Linked DNA regions of Mus musculus: all the other regions are linked to region 2. The links are chromatin contacts, called in public promoter capture Hi-C maps. All regions are on one chromosome and are shown on one strand. The core of a region is the stretch at or near the end of the contact, and the rest is flanking DNA. Distances in the headings are between cores, read along the strand shown. Region 1 has its middle 81 kb from the start of Gm26263. Region 2 holds the start of Acsl3 (acyl-CoA synthetase long-chain family member 3). Region 3 holds the start of Scg2 (secretogranin II).

Evidence for each region. Promoter capture Hi-C pulls out the DNA fragments that hold promoters and counts their contacts.
Region 1: a promoter capture Hi-C map of pre-B cells shows a contact between it and region 2, with 2.8 times the contacts expected there. The contact joins the enhancer-like site here to the promoter of Acsl3 in region 2. A contact is called at or near these places in 5 of 39 promoter capture datasets (the 3T3-L1 cell line, the HPC-7 cell line, HPC-7-derived erythroid cells and 2 more) and 1 of 484 Hi-C or Micro-C datasets (epidermal suprabasal cells).
Region 3: a contact with region 2 is called in a promoter capture Hi-C map of hippocampal neurons, with 10 times the contacts expected there. The contact joins the promoter of Scg2 here to the promoter of Acsl3 in region 2. A contact is called at or near these places in 5 of 39 promoter capture datasets (cranial neural crest, frontonasal cranial neural crest, hippocampal neurons and 1 more) and 1 of 115 datasets of contacts at active chromatin or transcription factors (astrocytes).

The regions. Positions count from the first base shown.
Region 1 is chr1:77,977,342-77,981,592 of GRCm38.p6, forward strand. No RefSeq gene overlaps it. Among named protein-coding and RNA genes, the nearest start is that of Gm26263, 81 kb to the left of the region's middle. Within about 2 kb of position 1,525, at least 6 of the 459 cell types and tissues checked have an H3K27ac peak or open chromatin away from gene starts, as enhancers often do.
Region 2 is chr1:78,654,876-78,659,303 of GRCm38.p6, forward strand. Acsl3 (acyl-CoA synthetase long-chain family member 3) reads left to right here and starts at 2,950. Exons shown (of 15, transcript NM_001033606.2): 1 at 2,950-3,228. It overlaps Utp14b (UTP14B small subunit processome component), which reads left to right and starts at 2,950. Exons shown (of 3, transcript NM_001001981.3): 1 at 2,950-3,228.
Region 3 is chr1:79,437,605-79,442,141 of GRCm38.p6, forward strand. It overlaps Scg2 (secretogranin II), which reads right to left and starts at 2,422. Exons shown (of 2, transcript NM_009129.3): 1 at 2,352-2,422.

The DNA.
Region 1 (4,251 bases), core at 275-2,774, 680 kb before region 2:
TTCATATTGTTGTTCCACCCATAGGGTTGCAGATCCCCTCAGCTCCTTAGGTACTCTCTCTAGCTCCTCCATTGGGGGCCCTGTGATCCATCCAATAGTTGACTGTGAGCATCCACTTCTGTGTTTGACAGGCCCCAGCATAGTCTCACAAGAGACAGCTATATCAGGGTCCTTTCAGCAAAATCCCGCTAGTGTATGCAATGGTGTCAGCATTTAGAGGCTGATTATGGGATGGATTCCACCTCACACCAGTCAGAATGGCTAAGCTCAAAAATTCAGGTGACAACAGATGCTGGTGAGGATGTGGAGAAAGAGGGACACTCCTCCATTGTTGGTGAGATTGCAAGCTTGTACAACCACTCTGGAAATCAGTCTGGCAGTTCCTCAGAAAATTGGACATAGTACTACCGGAGGATCCCGCAATACCTCTCCTGGGCATATATCCAGAAGATGTTCCAACCGGTAAGAAGGACACATGCGCCACTATGTTCATAGCAGCCTTATTTATAATAGCCAGAAGCTGGAAAGAACCCAGATGCCCCTCAACAGAGGAATGGATACAGAAAAATGTGGTACATTTACACAATGGAGTACTACTCAGCTATTAAAAAGAATGCATTCACGAAATTCCTAGGCAAATGGTTGGACCTGGAGGGCATCATCCTGAGTGAGGTAACCCAATCACAAAAGAACTCACATGATATGTACTCACTGATAAGTGGATATTAGCCCAGAAACTTAGAATACCCAAGATATAGGAAACAATTTGCGAAGCACATGAGACTCAGGAGGAATGAAGACCAGGGTGTGGACGCTTTGCCCCTTCTTAGAATTGGGAGTGGAACGCCCATGGAGGGAGTTGCAGAGACGAAGTTTGGAGCTGAGACGAATATGCTCATCATCATGTTTGGAACTTTCACTCCACGATGGAAGGGTCTCTCTGCCCTTTGGTTTATACATAAAGTATATTTAAAATAATTCTTTGAAAACCCATGTATACATGCTACACAAAGGTCAAATGGATTCATATTTGTGAGTTTCTTTTTTCATATTTATTTGAGCATGCATCACGTGTGTGCAGGTACCCGAGAAAGCCAAATGAAGGTGTTGGAGCCTCTGCAACTGGAGTTTACAGGCAATTGTGAGGCTCCTATTGGGACTTTTGGAACTGAGATGTGATCTTCTACAAGGACCATCTCTCCAAGGGCTTACTTTCCCTTTTAAGTGTTCTCTGAGAATGCTGTGTGCTTTTGGAGAGGCCACGACTGAATAGTTACCAGAAAACTTCAATTTGTCGCCTATTCACTTCATCCAAATGACCTTGAATCAGATACTTCTCTGAGATCCTAGAAAGGGTGAGCCACTTCACTATTAGGATTATGATAAGTGCTTACTGGGAAAGCATCCTAGACAACCCAGTATGTAAAAGTACTTACCATGCAAACCCGAATCCCGTGCAGAAAAGCTACAGGGCTATTTCCAGAAGTGTGTGGGCTTACTAGCCTGGAATCGGTTCGCGCTCTGGCTTTGTCCTTCACAACCACTAGATGGCGCCAACTGTTTGAGACTTTTCTTGGTGCCTGACACTGTCTGGTTTCCAAACCCCCAAAAATGAATTTGGAATTGAGAAAGATTATCTGGCAACTTTATCCACAAACACTGAGTTGACATCTCTTTCTGAAATGAATTAAAGCTTTTTTTTTTTTCATTCTGGTTCCCATCTTTTAAAAGCCATTACATCGTGTTGTTCTTCCATTGATTCTCCGGGGCTTTCTCGAGTCTGTTAGACCTTCAACAATTCAAGATGTTTTCCAGCAGTCAGAACTACCTTCTCTAAAACATCCTGTGCTTTTCCAGCAAAGCGTGGGCCATGCTAGCGTCCATGCCTCTCTGGGAACTTGAGAGAAGCAATTTTCGATTAGTTAAAAAAAAAAAAAAAGGTTGTTAAATGCTGTCTTGTCGGAGGGCTGCATGTATGTTCAGTATGGCTTCAGAGAAGCCACATTTATGGGCTGAGGCATCAGTCTTGGGTCATAAACAGGACAAGGGCTACACTCAGTAAAAGATTAAATTAAACACACTCCTTGGTGATGTGGACTTTGCCAATGTACTTTTAAAGGAGTAATAAAATGTAACTGTGTTTTAAAACTGTCTCCTGAAATAAGCCTGTTCATTGCAGTGCCAGCTGAAGTAACATAGAAGCGAGAAGCACAATACAGACACATTCCCAGTGCACAAGTCCCACTGATGAGTCTCTTCCAAACTGATTTTTCCTTAATTTTGCTCATTGCACATAAGATAACATAAAATGATACGACTTGGGGAGATGGCTCAGCAGTTAAGAGCACTGGCTGCTCTTGAAAAGACCCATGTTTGTTTTCCAGCACCTACGCATGGTAGCTCACAACTATCATTAACTCCAACTCCTGGAGTTCTGACACCCTATTCTGATCTCTACAGGCAAAGTCATGCATGTGGATGTGGGTTACATACACACAGAGACAAACATTTATACACATAAAATTTTAAAAGCATCTTTTAAATGACATAAAGTGAGCCAGTGAGCCGAAGCTATCGCATTTAGCATTTTGATCAAAAGAAAAGAGCAGCATTGAAAAACCAGTGGTGTGCTCGTTCTTTCAACATTTTAGAAACCACCATCAGGGCCCAGCATGGTGGTTCCCATGTCTAATCCAAGCACTCGGAGAGTGACAGAGAAGGTTCTCGGGTTCAATGCCAATCTGATCTACATAGTGCGATACTATCTCAAAATATCAAAAAGTTTCAGGAGGAGGATAAAGTGGGCTAAGGAGGGAAAGAACGGGAGGGAGAGAGAAAAGAAGAGGGGAGGAGGAGGAGGGGAGGAAGGAAAGAGAATCAAAGAGATGATCACTGGGGTTAAGGCTCATGATTTAGGTTACTCTAAGCAATTATACCTCTATGTCTGCCCAAAGCCAAACCTGTGTTGGTCTTACCTTAACCTAAACTTTTACCCCCAGAATAAACTAATGTTCTCAATATCAATCATATATCATCTAAAGTTGAAAATGTCAAAAAGCCGGGAGCTCTTGGGGGGGGTGGGGGTGGGGGCCTGGTTGCTGTTCTTCCTATGGGGTTGCAAACTCCTTCAACCAAAGAGTACACATGGAGGGATCCATGGCTCCAGCTGCTATGTAGCAAAGGATGCCTTATCTAGTAATCCCTTGGTCCTATAGAGGCTTAGACCCCAGCACAGGGGAATGCTAAGGAGGTGAGGCTGGAGTGGGTAGTTGGTTGGGGAGCACCCTCATAGAAGCAGGGGGAAGGGGAAGGCGATAGGAGGGGTTTCAAGGGAAACCTGGGAGGAGGATAACATTTGAAATGTAAATACATAACATAGCCAATAAAAAATGTCAAAAAGCACAGACTGTTAATGACATGGACATTTTCTTTTTTGACAAGAGAAAAAAGATGGGCGAGTCAGCACTCAGGAGCCTAGTCTCTGATCTGGGGCAGGGACACGTGGCCTTGTTTGGAGAAGGGCAGACAGAGGCAAAGAGTGAACTGGCACTGGGAAATCTTTGCTGTAATTAGGGCCTTGAGCATACCAGGCAAACTCTTTACAGCTGAGTTACACCCTCAATCCTATTTTCAAGTTTTATTTTGAGGTAAGGTCTCAGTAAGTTACCCAGGCTACCAGACTGTCAAGGATGGCTTTGTGGCTGGGATCCTCCTGCCTCAGCCTTCCAACTAGCTGGAAGATCACCAGCTAACAAGTTTGGCTTAAATCTTAGCATTCTTAAGTGAGTGAGATTAGGCCAGACCAAAACACAACTACCTTCTTGTCTTGTTCCCGTGTACATCTGCTTCTTGATGGAGGACTGGGTCTTTTTGGAGATACTCCCAGCAAGAGTGCCAAGGCCCAGAGTAACACTTCATGCACTTGCCATTGGCTTTAAGAGGTACCACTTTATGCCAATGAGGAAATTTGTCTTTCTCTCTCTCTCTCTCTCTCTCTCTCTCTCTCTCTCTCTCTCTCTGTCTGTCTCCATCTCTCTGACTCTCCTTTCCCTCTCTCCATCTGACTCTCTCCTCTCTCTCTGTCTCTGTCTCTGCTTATATGTCGTAAAAAGGTTTAATATTCCAGAACTTCTCTTTATTTGGGAGACACCCCCCCCCCCCTTTGCTGGTAGACTGGCCTTTTCTAAACATATTTTGGATAACCCTCAAATCTCTTCTTCTTCTGGCCTCTTCCTCGTGAACTGCTTGCCT
Region 2 (4,428 bases), core at 1,700-4,199:
TACGTAGACTAGGCTGTCTTTGAACTCAGAATCATCTGCCTGTCTCCCAAGCGTGGGCTTAAAGACTTGGGCTCTCATGCCAGGCTATAAGTGACATTTTAAAGTTGCTTCTTGTTGATTATTCTGCTCCTTGGAGTCAGAGCCTCCTTCATTCACACAGCATCATGTGCTATATTCATACCCACCCACCCACCGGAAATGAAACAAAAACATTCCTGTTAAAACTCTAAATATCAGCTGGTTCTGTTGTCTTATCGTAATGGGAAATGTAGTTTTTGTGATATAGTTACAGTCTCTTTCTATGCCCCTTCACAGGAAATAGACCATTACATGTTTATGTCAATTATAGACAATTCCCCTTACTGTTGCAGTAAGTTGGAAACACACCAAAAGGGCACAAGGGACTGCCTACTCCTGTTCATGATTTCATGTGGTTGACCCTTAATAGTCTCTGACTTGAAGTTTTACAAAAAAGAAGGGAAATGTAATCAAAATTCAATACCCCTCAAAACTCTGAACACATACTGAATCCTTTCTAAGAGAAAAGCAAATGTGCTTTGCCTTGCCTTGCCTTGCCTTTCCTTTCCTTTCCTTTCCTTTCCTTTCCTTTCCTTTCCTTTCCTTTCCTTTCCTTTCCTTTCCTTGTCTTGGTTGGTTATTCTGAGACAGAGTTTCACTCTGGAGTTTAAGCTGGCCTGCAACTCACTGCGTAACCCAAGCTAGGGCCAGTGTCACAGCAGCAGCCCTCCAGCCGCAACATCTCTAGTGCTGGGATCACTGTGCCCAGATGTGTTTTTGCTTTTTCTTTTTATTATATTTATTTTGTGCATGTGTACTTGTATCCCATGGTGAACTCAGGTCATCAAGCTTCGCACTAAGCACCTATAATCCTCTGAGTCACCTTGCCAGTCTCTCTCTCTCTCTCTCTCTCTCTCTCTCTCTCTCTCTCTCTCTCAACAAAACACCATCTTCTGCTTCTGGCAGGCCTAGACCTTACTAAATAGGCTAGGCATGCCTCAAATTTAGAGATCTATCTGCCTCTGCCTTCCAAGTACTAAGATTAAAGTTGTGAGTCATCACACCCTGTTGTTTCAAAACAACAACGACAATAAATAAACCTAGGTGAGGTTGGAAGATTGTCTGGAGTTTAAGGTTAGCCTGTGGGCTTAGTGTAAGCACGAGTTTCCAGGTGTAAACAAAGCCTAAAGAGGTGTATCACACCTGTAATCCTAGAATCACTGTGAATTCTAGGCCACCCTGATCTACATAGTAAAATCCAGGCCTGTCTGAGCTACATGAGATCTTGGCTCCCACTCTCCCACAAAGAACTAAACAACCATACAAAGAAGCCTAGTGAACAGAAGCACAATAATTTCTGTTTAACTAGTATTAAACAGCAGACAATATTCCAATTCAGTATTTGAATCTCAAGAGTATTTTCTGTTAAATGTAAATACATGCCCATAAAATATTGTTTAGCCTATAAAGAGATAACGAAGAAAGATGTCCCTGGAATTCTACACATGTGTTTTATGTTTGTTAACTGGGGAGGAAGGTTCACTATTAGTTTTGCTGTCTTGAAGTTGCTTAGTTTTTCTCAAGGTTTGCAGTTCTGAATGACCACTTCTGAGGTACACATCTTCATCCCTCTGTAGACTGGAAATTCTGCATTCCTTTTATTGGCAGGGTTTCCTTGGGAAATGTGAAATTCCTAGTAGGAGCAGGCTGCTTGAGTCAAACACTATCTGTTCTTTCAGGCAATTAGACTGGCTAGGGGCCCAAGGTGAGTGAGTGAGCTGGCTTTGTAGAGTGTATCATGGCTCCACCTAGCTCAAGTCCTGGCAGCCTCCTCGGAGTTTTTAAGATTGTCCTGGGAAGTGAGCCTCTTTCTGCCTTAGCTTGAGGCTAGCACAGCAACTCGACCTTTCACCTACTTAAAGAAAAGTTCACAGACCAACTAAATAATAGGTTAGGTTAAGAAAAAACAACTCTGCTACGAACAGTCTCTTTCTAATATTACACTCCAGTGGCTGATTTAGTCATTTGTGTTTTGCTGGGTGAATGTTTTGAGTGGGGGGAGGCAGTTGTAAAATAAATGCCTATATCCTGATGTAGTGTCCAAGAGGATCTATACAATGGCAAACTAAACAACACACACAGTCATAAAGATTCATAAAGCTTTTTTTTTTTTTTTTTTTCCGAGACAGGGTTTCTCTGTATATCCCTGGCTGTCCTGGAACTCACTTTGTAGACCAGGCTGGCCTCGAACTCAGAAATCCGCCTGCCTCTGCCTCCTGAGTGCTGGGATTAGAGGTGTGCGCCACCACGCCCGGCTGATAAAAGATTATTTTTGAGTAAAGTTTCATCCTTTGCAAACATGAAATGTGGGTATGCGAAGATTTACGAGTAAACGGGATACACGCTGCATTAAACGAAGCCCATGCAAGAGAAATAATACAGGGCATGCTTTGAGCTTTCCCCTTCACAAGCATTTTCAAACGTCATTTTTTTTTTTTTCTCTTTGCAAGATTTGCTAGAAATCCGTGTTCAAACTAGGATAACGAACCCAGTCCTGAGAAGAATGGGGAAAAAAAAAAACAAGCAGGTTATTTCTTCGTTTATATTGAGATTTATGCATCGCAGCAGTGAAGGCGGGTTTTGCAGTTCTCAGCGGGGGCACCCTGGACGCCTCAGGTCTTCCCGCCCTGCGCCCCCTGCCCAGCTCCCCTCTGCAGCTGCTGTAGCTGCGGGTCCGTCCCGCCGCTCCCCTCCCCAAGGGCTCAATCCCCGCCCTGCGAGGGCCCCAGTCGGGTCCAGCCGTCGGCGGCTCCGCAGAATGACCCATAGTAACCTCGCCCCGCCCCTGCCGCCAGCACCGCGCTCCCCAGGCCGGCATTTGATAGGCCGAGCCCCGCACGCGCCACCGCCCGCGGGCCAATGGGCGGCGGTCTCTTTGCATATGCAACGAGCGCCAGCCCGGGGTGCGCGTCCAGGACTGCGGCTCAACAGACGCTGCTCAGCCGGCGCCCGGGAAACGTCGCTGCGGTTGTGGCCGCGGTCGCGGGCTCGGACGAGGAGGCGGCGGCAGAGCGGGAGGCTGAGCCGGCAGCAGGCGGTCGTCCCCGTCTCGCAGGGCGGCCCCAGCAGCTGCGTCAGGGTCCTGAGGAGGTGGCGCTGGGCAGGAGCCGCTCTGAGGAGCAGCCAGGCCTGCGTGGGTCGGAGCCCGCGGTGAGTGCGCGCAGCGCCCGTTGTGAGGCGATGAGGGTCGCGGGATGGCGGCCAGGCCTCCCTCCTCCCACTCGGCGAGCGTGCATGCCGCTCGCCGGTGCCTGAGGGGACTCCTGGGCCGCGGGGTGCTGGGCCGTGGCGAGGGTCGGGGAAACGGGGGTTGGTGGAGGGTGAGTGGCGAGTAGGGCGTCCTCGCGGATTCGGGGAAACCGCCGGCGTGGAGCTGCGGGCGCGGGAGGAAGGATGCACCGCGGCCTCCTCCGCGGGCGCGGGCACGTGGGTGGGGTCGTCCCGCTCCACGCGGCCGCGCGGCGTCCGTGGGAGGTACCAGCGCCCAGAGGGTCCCTGAAAACTGCGGGTGTGGGACAGGAAATGCGGGTGCGGGCGGTGGGAATGGCGTGGGGAACCTCTGGTGTCTCCTCCTAAGTGCGTTTTAGTCTCGGACGAGTCAGTCATGAGATGCATACATAGGCAGCCCCGGGGGTCACTTGTGATCCCCGTGATGGGATTTCACAGATGAAGATCCAACTGTATGGTCCGTTCTGGTTCTAGAACAGGTATTCCGATCACTTGTACATAGAGCCCCTCAACTTAGAAAGGGCAGGACAGTTTTTGGGAATCCAGTGGAAACTAGAGAGGGGGGATTGATAACTGCCTAGAATGACAGAGCTGGCATTTACTGAGCTTTTTTTAAAGGCCACACACCAAGAACTTTGTGCATGGCTATGTTTACATTGTTAGTCCACCGGGACGGTCGCACATTCTCAGTTTTACAGCGAGAGAGCCTGCACTGTGGACACGTTAACTTAGCCCAGATCTGAGCTACTAGGAGAAGCTTGAGCCCCAGGAGGGCCTGTCTGAATCTAGAACAAATCTCTGATGGCTTTAGTAGCAACAGCCCTCTGTTGGTGTTTGAATGGTTTCCGTGGCTTTGGGTTTCTAGGTTCTTTTGGGTCTTAGGGGTTCTGCAGAGCTGTAGTTTGGTGTTTTTGTTTTTCCTGTTTGTTTTAGGCTGTTTTGTATGCGCACTTTGGCTCTGAGTGTTGTTGAAGGGTGCTGCTGAGTTGCCCCTAGAAGTGCATGCAAAGCTTATTACAGAGAGGGAAGTGTTGGGACTTGAGAGTGCGTTTTCTGGTGTCTCCCTGAGCACCCCTCACATGTAGAGTTGAAGGCTGATTGTATTTTCTAACTTAGGCTCTG
Region 3 (4,537 bases), core at 1,172-3,671, 780 kb after region 2:
ATCCTGGTCAACGCACTGAATGATAAATCCAGAAATTAGCTACTAATCCCCAGCAGCTGGGTCCTCCCAGGTCTCAGCTAGTATACTAAACCATGGAAGCTTTTTGTGGAAGCCTGCAAAATTAATAACCTACACTTTTAAATTTTTCTATGTGCCAATCTTCAAATAATTGTATTATGGCTGACTTACAAAATGCAATTAGGGTTATATTTTTCATCTTTCCTCTAGTGTATAGTAAATAAACAGATGCTACAGGGAGAACATAAGTTTACTTAACTAGTCTATTTCTAAGCTTTTGAGTGTTCAGATTCAGTTTGTCTTATGTCTCTGCCTATTTTTGTAGGGACCTGTGAAATCTTAAATGACTCACACACACTGTTAGAAAATCTGAAAATAACCACTATGTAACTCCCAATTTAGATAAACACAGACGATGTGTTGAATTCTTCCTACTTAAAAAAGAAAAGAAAAGAAAAAAAGGTAAAAAAACCTTCATTCATTTTTTTCTCCAATATTTTTAAAATCTCACAGATGGATTAGTAAGAGGAATCACTTGTACACTTCCTGCTTGGCATTGCTGATAATTGGAGAAGCTATTTCAATCCTTGAAATTTCTTTTGTAAACAAATGCATGTAAATAAATCTATAAGTTTATTCATGTCTTCGATACATCCTGGTTTGTGGCAAATAAGCAAAGTTATGTGAAAATGATTTCCTGTTAGATTAAGCATCTAGATATTGCTTAACAGATCTTGCTGATAATGAATGCTATAATTTTTTTAGAACTGTCAATAGGTTGTAGGTATAGAAACTTCCTTTGCTTACATACATAGGCTGATTAAGATTACCACCAAGTAGGCTATTTAAGCATACACAGAACATTTCCAAAATAAACAAATGCTTTCTTCAAGAAACTGTACCCATAAACTTGTGAGTGATATAATGAAGTTTAAATAAAAAGGGTTCTATATGTATATAATATATTTCATATTACTTCAGGATTGATTTAGCTTTGGCAATCAGCTTTCACTACTGTCATGTTAAATGTTATCTTGAAAGCCATATTGAGTGCATTTGCTTTAAGATCATTATCTTGACATACTCTTAACACATCTTAGCATATGGATTACGTGATTATCTGAGAACCCACTACTTTGAAGGGAGGTTTTTCTGTAGAATTAGAGAAAGAATGCACATTGCAGTTTGAACCACAGCCTAACATGCATGGCCGACTCGTCGCTGACTCTGGTTTACTTTAGATGACACCGTTATTGCTTCTAACACTCAAAGGACTTCATTTCTCTAGGAGCTGCTCTTGCAAGCAGTGAAGATGGCTTTAATAGTTCTAACACCTTACACAGTGTTTGATTTAAAATTTAATTTTCTGAAGTCTAAATGGTAGGAACATTGTGTCTCCTCAGACAGCTATTATTGATGCCCCTTACAGTAAAAAACATCTTTCCTATGAAATCAGCTGGAACATTGACACTGAACCATCAACACATGTGAGTAAATCTGATTCAAACAACCCACCTAGTTAGGATAAACAAAAATAAATTTGCTTCAATCAACCTCTTCAGCAAGTAACATATCAGCTTTTCCAACCAACGCATAAAAATTACAATCACAGTCCATACCGATCTATATATTTTCTTCCCTGGATTCAAAGTTATCATTTCTCTGTGATTCCTAGTAACATGAACCTTTCCCACAAAGTGATAGTTCATCTTTGAAAAGGGGAAAATGTCAATGTTCAAAATTATTCTAAGCTGCTTTCTCAAGACTAAAATTAGCACATAATAACATAAGCCCTTCTGGAATATACCAGTTCATAAAATAATTAATAATTAATTCAGAGTTCCCTTAAGGTGAATATCAAAGAAAGAAAACAAATCTAAATTTTTTGCCTCTGTGACTCATATGATTGATGACATTTGAATCCTTTTAAACTGTCTGTTAAGATTATTAAGCATATAAAATTATATTTTTGGTTCTATATCTGACTCTTGGGAGAAAAAGAACACATTAGAGAAAGAATCAAAACATAAGGTTTGGTTAACTTTACATTAATCGGCATGTTGACGTTAAAATTCTCAACTTTTCTGCTCTCCTTGCATACAGTTTTACTCAGTAACATTATAGTTAATGCATATTCTCTGACAAGTCCTGTAAATCACAGAGCCCCTCATTTCGGCACACACGTATAGAGTATCCTTGCCTAAAAAGCAGCAGGTTGTCCGGTTATTCTATCAATATAAGCTTGCCAACGGTCTTTTTCCTCTCATCTGGGAAAACAGGGAGGGACACTCAAATGAGAACTTTCCAGTAAATAGAAGAGAAAGCAGTCTTACCTCTGTCTTATATTATGTGGAAGGCTCCAAGCATGCTCCTCTCTGCCGCTGAGTGAGGGCTCGGGCCGTTTCAGCACCGGACAGCTCCTCGGCTTATAGAGAGCCTGGGCGCCTGACTCCGCATTCCACGCTGACGTCACCGGCTCAGCCTCAAACCCCAGCGCAGGCGAGCTTTTTCAAAGAATCCGAGAGAAAACAATCACTTTAGATATTTTTTTAAAGCGTTGCATGCTTACGCCACCTGTCTTATGTAGCAAAAACTACAGCTTCTTCCCCCTTCTTTTATCTCTGAGGCTCGAAATAAAATGTTCAGCACAAATTCCCTTAGAAAGGAAGAAATCTGTCAGATAGACATGACTAATTGCAAGGACATCTCTGCGTTTTCACGCCTTGTTTAGAAAGGTTTCTTGGGCTTGCTGCCATGTCATAAGAATTTTACAGATAATGACTATCTTTTTATTTGTGCCTATAAAGAAATACGTTCTCATTTCCTGGTGCAGCCACAATTGAACAGAACATTGCAAATATGATAGATCGTATTTCATATCATGACTCCAGGCAGAACTGTTTTAAAACTGTTTAGTTTGAGCAAAAAAGGTGAGATGCTTAATTTTTTTTTTAATGAGAATCAACTCCAATTCTTTCAGCACAGTGTTCAAAATGAGAGTTCACAGACGCTCAAGTTGTTGATACTTCTATATGAGGCCATTCAAATCTTCAGCAAAATCAGGTGTTGCAAGAGATAGCTAAGAAACTGTGCTCCAAAAAACATACTGCCTACCAGGAAGGGAGGGATTACTGCTAGAAGAGAGAGAGTGGGGGTGGAAGGGGGAGAGAGAGGGAGAGAGATTGAGAGATTTTCATATGCCTAGAGCCCTCTTGGCATCAAGAGAACATAGTACCACAGAAATACTTCTAGGTTTTGGTTGAGTAAGTTGAGGTGACTAACTTCAATGAATGAGAACCATCCAAGGAACAATGTCAGAGTTAACCCACCGCTTCTTGGATTTATAATTCATAACCATGGCTGTACTTTGCCGTGGAACTTGATTAGGTACCTTAATAATTTATACAGGTCTAAATTTTTAACTTTATTTTATTAAAGATGTGAGTCCTCTAACCCTGTATATACTGAAATATATTTCTGAGAACTGAGAGAATCTTGTTGTATGAGGTCCTCTAAAAGTCTCTGCTGACTGAACAATCACATTCCAATTTTATCTACCCACCAACTGAGTTATGATGCTTATGAGGTGCCAGATAGTTTGTGAACTACTGGGAAAAGAAAAAAATGAATATAGTTTTCTGGCTTTAAGAAGGCTTTAATCAATGGGGATGAAAGATAGATTATTTTAATATACATTGGAAAGCACTAAAGAGAAGGCTATTCAGAAGGCTTTGAAAGTTTTGTGGCATTTGCAAAACTCAAGAAGAAGGAAGAAGAAGGAAGTGTGGATACTTTGCTCCTTCTTAGAATGGGAAACAAAGTACCCATGGAAGGAGTTACAGAGACAAAGTTTGGAGCTAAGACGGAAGGAAAGACCATCCAGAGACTGCCCCACCCGGGGATCCAGCCCATATACAACCACCAAACCCAGACACTATTGCATATGCCAGAAAGATTTTGCTGACAAGACCCTGATATAGCTGTCTCTTGTGAGGCTATGCCAGTGCCTGGCAAGCACAGAAGTGGATGCTCACAGTCAGCTATTAGATGGAACACAGGGCCCCTAATGAAAGAGCTAGAGAAAGTACCCAAGGAGCTAAAGGGGTCTGCAACCCTATAGGAGGAGCAACAATATGAACTAACCAGTAACACACACAACCCCCCCCCCCAGAGCTGTGTCTCTAGTTGCATATGTAGCAGAGGATGACCTAGTCCGCCATCAATGGGAGGAGAGGCCCTTGGTCTTGGGAAGATTATATGCCCCAGTACAGGGAAATGCCAGGGCCAGGAAGTGAGAGTGGGTAGATTGGGAAGCAGGGTGGGAGGGGGGGTATAGGGGACTTTTGGGATAGCATTTGAAATGTAAATGAAGAAAATATCTAATAAAAAACAAAAAAGTAAACATGCTAAAATGAAAAAAAAAAGAAAGAAAGTTTTGTGGCTTATTAGTTGTTGACTCTATCTATATAGTAATGAGTAAGAGGAGGAGAGACCTCCAGCTAATAGACCTAAGCTGATC